Linked DNA regions of Sus scrofa: region 2 is linked to region 1. Evidence: chromatin contacts called from public Hi-C data. All regions are on one chromosome and are shown on one strand. The core of a region is the stretch at or near the end of the contact, and the rest is flanking DNA. Distances in the headings are between cores, read along the strand shown.

What was found. Hi-C and Micro-C count contacts between places; a contact is called where the count stands out from the background.
Region 2: a Hi-C map of liver shows a contact between it and region 1, with 2.5 times the contacts expected there. The contact joins the promoter of ZNF624 here to the promoter of TVP23B in region 1. A contact is called at or near these places in 4 of 47 Hi-C or Micro-C datasets (embryonic fibroblasts, fibroblasts, heart right ventricle and 1 more).

Annotation. Positions count from the first base shown.
Region 1 is chr12:58,892,663-58,895,548 of Sscrofa11.1, reverse strand. TVP23B (trans-golgi network vesicle protein 23 homolog B) reads left to right here and starts at 1,509. Exons shown (of 7, transcript NM_001281832.1): 1 at 1,509-1,543. The coding sequence starts at 1,532.
Region 2 is chr12:58,984,927-58,988,063 of Sscrofa11.1, reverse strand. ZNF624 (zinc finger protein 624) reads right to left here and starts at 1,616. Exons shown (of 6, transcript XM_005653995.3): 1 at 1,484-1,616.

The sequences.
Region 1 (2,886 bases), core at 260-2,759:
AGTTCCCTTCATGGTTCAGCAGTTAACAAACCCGACTGGTATCCACAAGGAAGTGGGTTCCATCCCTGGCCTTGCTCAGTGGGTAAATATCCAGCATTGCCATGAGCTGTGGTGTAGGTCGCAGACAGGGCTCGGATCCTGTTTTGTTGCATCCTTCCTTCCCAGGGCTAACTCCTCTGGAGAGGATTAAGCACAGCCATCCTTTCTACATTAGTATCAAGTGTGTTCCAGTTGCTACTTAAACCTGCTGAGGTTGCTATCAGGGGCCAGGCAGGTAATTTAGAGCAGTGCAGCCCAGCACAGGGGCTCGAGCCTCATCCAAAGGGCTCAGCATGGCCAAAGGATGTAAACCAAACAATGCAGAACAAAACAAAGAACCAACCTCACACAACCCCACAACCCACACGCTAAGTGCGCCACAAAACCCAGGAATGGGCAGACCTGCTCACAGGCCCCCTTTGCACAGCTTCTGCTTTCATCTCCAAGTGCAGGAGTACCATTGTTTGCCAAGCTTTCTCTCTTCCGAGAACTTTTTCTCCATTGTTAGAGTATCAGGATTAAAGTAGCACTGGCAAAGAGCCATGTAACGTTGTGATTTGAATCCCCCTAATTAAGGAATCATGATTCTCCACATTATTCCATGAGCCTTCCAACAGCAGTTTGCTGTAGGCGGGGCAGACAGGATATTGTTATAATCGCTATTTCAAAGATGACTGCAAAGTCCCAGATTTTCAGGTCCTTCACCTGCAGCTTCGCACCATTAATCCTAAAACATTAATTAATAGCACCTTCTACCTAGCGGGAACGTACCCTGTAGGGATACCATTATCATCCTCACCTAACCACTAAGGAAGGACGCACAGAGAGGTTGGGTAGATAATTGGCAAGTGGAGAGAAGCTGGGATCACCCAGGGGTTCCGACTCCAGGGCCCACGCTCTCAGCCTCTCTCCCCTTACTGTTTCCCAGGGAGTTTCCCTCCCTTAATAAGACCCTCCGTGTTTACAGTCCTCCTGCCTTGTTCTTTTTACTCCTTCCCAGGAGCACATTTATGTTTTCAGTTGCTTCCAATATTTAAGGTAGCAAAGTAATACTGTACCACGATTACACGTCGTCGTCAAACATTCAAACAAAACGAAAACTATGGAATAATCAAGTCCCTGTCCCGGACCCCCGCCCTCAGGATATTCACACAGGCGGACGTAGGTAGCAGCAACACCTCTTGGAGACAGACCAAGAAGCGTTCCCAGAAAAGGAGCATCCTTTACTCTTCCACTCCTGCTTGGATCCGCCCACGCCACAGCCTGAGTCATAGCTGCTCGCCCCGCCCACTTTCTACCGCCCCGCCCACTCCGAGTAGCCCCGCCCACTCCTGCTCCTCCCATGAGGTCCTGGAAGCGGAAATGGGGCCTGGTTGCCGCTGTTACCCCGGCTCCTCCAGGCCCGCGGTGACCCCGTCGCGTCGGTTCCGGTCCCCGCCCCGCGGCTGCGGCGCTGACGTGGCTCCCGGAAGTGGGCTGGCGCGGGGCCGCCATGTTGCAGCAGGTAGGGGGCTGTGGGGGCGCTGAGAGGGCGACGGCGGCGGGGCAGGGCCTGCGCGTCCCGGGGCGCGAGCGGAGCGTCCGGGCTGCTGCCCGAGCCCGAGGAGGAGCAGGGTGGGCGGCGGGGGCCGGGAACGGGGACGGGGGCGCGAGCGGAGCGTCCGGGCCGCTGCCCGAGCCCGAGGAGGAGCAGGGTGGGCGGCGGGGGCCGGGACCGGGGCCGGGGGCGCGAGCGGAGCGTCCGGGCCGCTGCGGGAGCTCGGGGCGGGACGGGCGTGAGCGGGGGCGGGCTCGCTCCCCGGCAGCCGGGAGACGCTCTGTGTCCCCGCCGCCCTGACCTGGGGCCGAGACCCCCGGCCTCGCATCCGCGCCGAAGCGGTCGGAGCGGCTGGGGAGGTGGCGGAGGGTTGGTCCTCTTCCGTGACCACGTCTGCCCCTCGGAGTGAGTCGCAGGCCTCACGTTGACGACCAGAGGCTGGTGAGAGTAGTTGACCGCTCTCTTCCTCTTTAGGAAAATACTGTTTGTGGTGCACTTTAACCTAGCGTATCTTAGGTATGTTTTCTTATTTAGGGGTGACTGTGGCCCAGGCGCTGCCCTAGACCCCGGGGAGAGGCCGTGAGCCATCCAGACGGTTTCCGGCCCTGAACTGGAGATGGGGGCTTGTCCAGGGGTCGGGGTGGGGAGACGAGACGAGGTCCGTAACTAAGGTGTTTTCAGATGTGATGGCAAAGACAGGGTGAGGTGGAGAGTAGAGTAGGACGACCTTGGGATCTAGGGTCGGGAAGGACCACTCCCAGCCGGTGACTCGAGTGGAGAAAACCCCGCGATGGTCTGACCCCGCGCCCAGGCTGGCGGAGGCTGGAGCAACACACACGGTACCCTCGGACAGACTTAAGTTCGTGACCAGGCACCTCAAGTGACCCCTTAGTGTCACCAGGCGGTCACCGCCGCACGTCCACAGCCCCGTGGCTCCCACTCAGGCTCCTCTCCAAAAGGTCTCTCCCAAACCTTCAGCATTCCTTCCTGTCGTCTCTCAGCTGAAGCCTCGCGTCTTGTTTCTCTGAGAGAAGGAAACCAGCACACCTGCCTTTGTCCTAGCCAGTTACACGTCTGTGCTGCAGTCTTAGGCTGAGCCCTCTACGGGGCCCTGGTTTCCGACCTCTTTTGCTTGAGATGCCCCAGAGCTTTCCAGCCTGTAGCCAAGAAGGTGGAGGCCGTTGGTTTCATAGATCTGAATCCATTTTACCTTTCGAGCTTCACCTCCTCCTCTGCTCCTTCATTGACTGGGTTTTCCCCACATTGATGCTGTGTAGTGTCGTCGTCGTGTTCCCCCCCCCCCCATCTGT
Region 2 (3,137 bases), core at 367-2,866, 92 kb before region 1:
AGCAAAGAATAATCGACAAAAACAAAAAGGCAACCTGTGGAATAGGAGAAAATATTTGCAAATCATATATTGGATAAGGGGCTAATATTCAAAACATAAAAAACTCACACAAACAGCCAAAAACAAAAAACAATCTGAGGTAAAAATTGGGCAGAGATGAATAGAAATTTTTCCACAGAAGACATACAGATGGCAAACAGGTATGTGAACAAGTGCTCAACATCACTAATCATCAGGGAAATGCAAATCGAAACCACAATGAGATACATCTCACATCTGTCAAAATGGCTATTATCAAAAAGTCAAGAAATAACAAGTGCTGGCAAAAACGTGGAGAAAAGGGAACACCTGCAACCCTGGTGAGAATGTGAACTGGTGCAGACACTGTGAAAAACAGTATGGAGGTTACTTCAAAACTTAAAACTATAATGACCATATTTTCCAGTAATTCCACTTCTGGGTATTTATCAGAGGAAAAGAAAACACTAACTCCAAAACATATCTGCACGCCCATGTTCAGTGCAGCATTGTTTACAGCAGCCAAGACATGGAAACAATCCAGGTGTCCAATGATGCATGAATGCAGAAGACGTGATGTATGCCTTTCACGGAAAAGAAGCCACAAAAAGGGAGGAAATCCTGCCATTTGTGACAAGGGTGGACTTTAAAGGCAATGTTAGGTGAAACAAGTCAGAGAAAGACAAATACCACAGATCTCACTTACATGTGGGAATCTCCAAACAAAACACCCTACCAGACTCACAGAGAACAGATTAGTGATTGGGTTGGGGGGTTGGGGATGGGGGCCTAGCGGTGGCGAAAAGGGTGAAGGTCGTCCAAAGGTACAAACTCTCCCTTTTGCAATAAGTCAGGGAGTCCCTGATGGCTCAGCGGCTTAAGCAGCCCGTGTTGTCACTGCTGTGGCTCTGGTGACCGCTGTGGCGAGGGTTCAATCCCTGCCCTGGGGAACTTTCGCACGCCGGGGGCAGCCAGGGGAAAAAAAAAGATCAGTCTTGGGGATGTGATGTACAGCACGGTGACTGCAGTTAGTGACGCCCGCTGCGTCGGGAAGCTGAGCCGGCGGGAAAAGAGGCTCCGTCGCCGAAGGCCGAGGAAGGGGCACCTGTCAGGTCCCGGCTATTGAAATCTAGCTCCCTCCGTGTCGGGTCGGAGCCCAGCACCGAGGTTCTCGCCCTCCAGGCCGCCCGTTTCCCTCGCCGCCCTCTGCCCACCCGGACCCGCTCCAACCTCCGTCCAGCCGCGTCCCCGCCCCGAACCCGCGGGCGGACCCAGCACCCAGCACCCAGCGCCGCCCGGCCGCCGTCCTCTGAGGGAGGCCGCCTGCTCGCCTCTGAGGTGGGCGGGTCCGCCTGGGAAAAGGGCCCTGCCGGGGGCGGCCCCGCCCGACGCCGCCGGAAGCCGAGTGCCCGGCGCCAACGGTGGGGCGGCGGGAACAGGGACCGGCGCCCGGGGCCCCAACTACCTGACGGCGACTGAGGAGAGGGCGCTCGCGGAGCAGGGCGGGAACGCTTCCAGCAATGGCGCCGGCGGCGGGCCGGACGCAGATGCGCAGTGCGCCTGCGCAGCGGCGGGGACTACGGAGACCAGAATCCTCCGCGCCTCCGCGGGGCTCTTTTACCTCCTCTTTGTCCGCGTTGATGCTGGAGTTGTTTGTAGACACATTGGGGGACCTCGCAAGTTCAGTCGGTTTGAGTGGGCACGACTGTGTGTCAGTCACTAGCGCTAGGCATACAAAGAAGAATGACACAGGCCTTGTCTCGGAGCACTTCCGTGTGACTAAAGTAATAAAGACTTTCAGAGAACAGAGAGCCACCTGCAACTAATTAAAACCCCGGAAGCGCGGGGACCTGCACGTCCAGGCTTCGGCCTCTCATTCAGGTTCCGTTAGGAAAAATCGTAACGCCTTCATTATAATTTCCGGGTATTTGAGCTTATTTCCTTAGTTCATCATCATCATAATACATTAAATATTAGCCTTTTTTTTTTTGGTCTTTTTGCCTTTTCGAGGGCCGCTTCCTGCCGCATATGGAGGTTCCCAGGCTAGGGGTCGAATCAGAGCTGTAGTCACCGACCTACGCCAGAGCCACAGCAACGCGGGATCCGAGCTGCGTCTGCGACCTACACCACAGCTCACGGCAACGCCGGATCCTTAACCTGCTGAGCACCGCGAGGGACCGAGCCCGCAACGTCATGGTTCCTAGTCGGATTCATTGACCACTGCGCCACGACGGGAACTCCAATATTAGCTTTTTAAAAGGTGTGTTTTCCTTTGTCTCAGTTTCAGTTTTAATGCCAAAAGGCCATAGTCTTCATATTCAGTCAAATGATTCAATGATGAGGCTTTCTCCTCTCTCATCCACTTTTTTTTCATTTTAATGGCCGAAACTGCTGCATATGGAAGTTCCGGGGCCAGGAATTGAACCCACCTCTCTGTGACCCGAGATTTGTAGTCGGATTCCTAACCCACTTTACCACAGTGGGAACTCCTCTCACCAATTCTTTTCTTGTGTGCCTTGGATTCTCTGCTGCTGATTGTGTATGAGATGGAGATCTGCAGGGAGACATAAAGTGAAACTGAACTCAGTGCTAAACTGAGCTCTTGAGCTCTCAGAGCCAATGAATACCATCTAAAGCATGCTCTAACCCAGTGACCCTTGAACTATCACAGGAGAAATGCAAGTGGGAAATCTAACTCCTGGCAGTAACAAACATATCTGAAATGGAAAATACACTGTTTAGGATGAAGAGCAGATTAGATGCTGCAAAAGAAAAGGTTAGTGAATTTGGTGACCTAGAAACACGTGGAGAAAAAAGTGGAGAATTAATGGAACCAGTGAGCTACACAGCAAGACCACGTAGGCCGTGTGATTCGAAACTGAGGAGGGATCTGTTGTGGGGCAGTGGAAACGAATCCAACTAGTATCCACGAGGACATGTATTTGATCCCTGGCCTTGCTCAATGGGTTAAGGATCCGATGTTGCCTTGAGCTGTGGTGAAGGTCTCAGATGTGGCTCTGATCTGGCGTTGCTGTGGCTGTGGTGTAGGTCAGCAGCTATAGCTCTGATTCAACCCCCTAGCCTGGGAACTTCCATATGCCACAGGTGTGGTCCTAAAA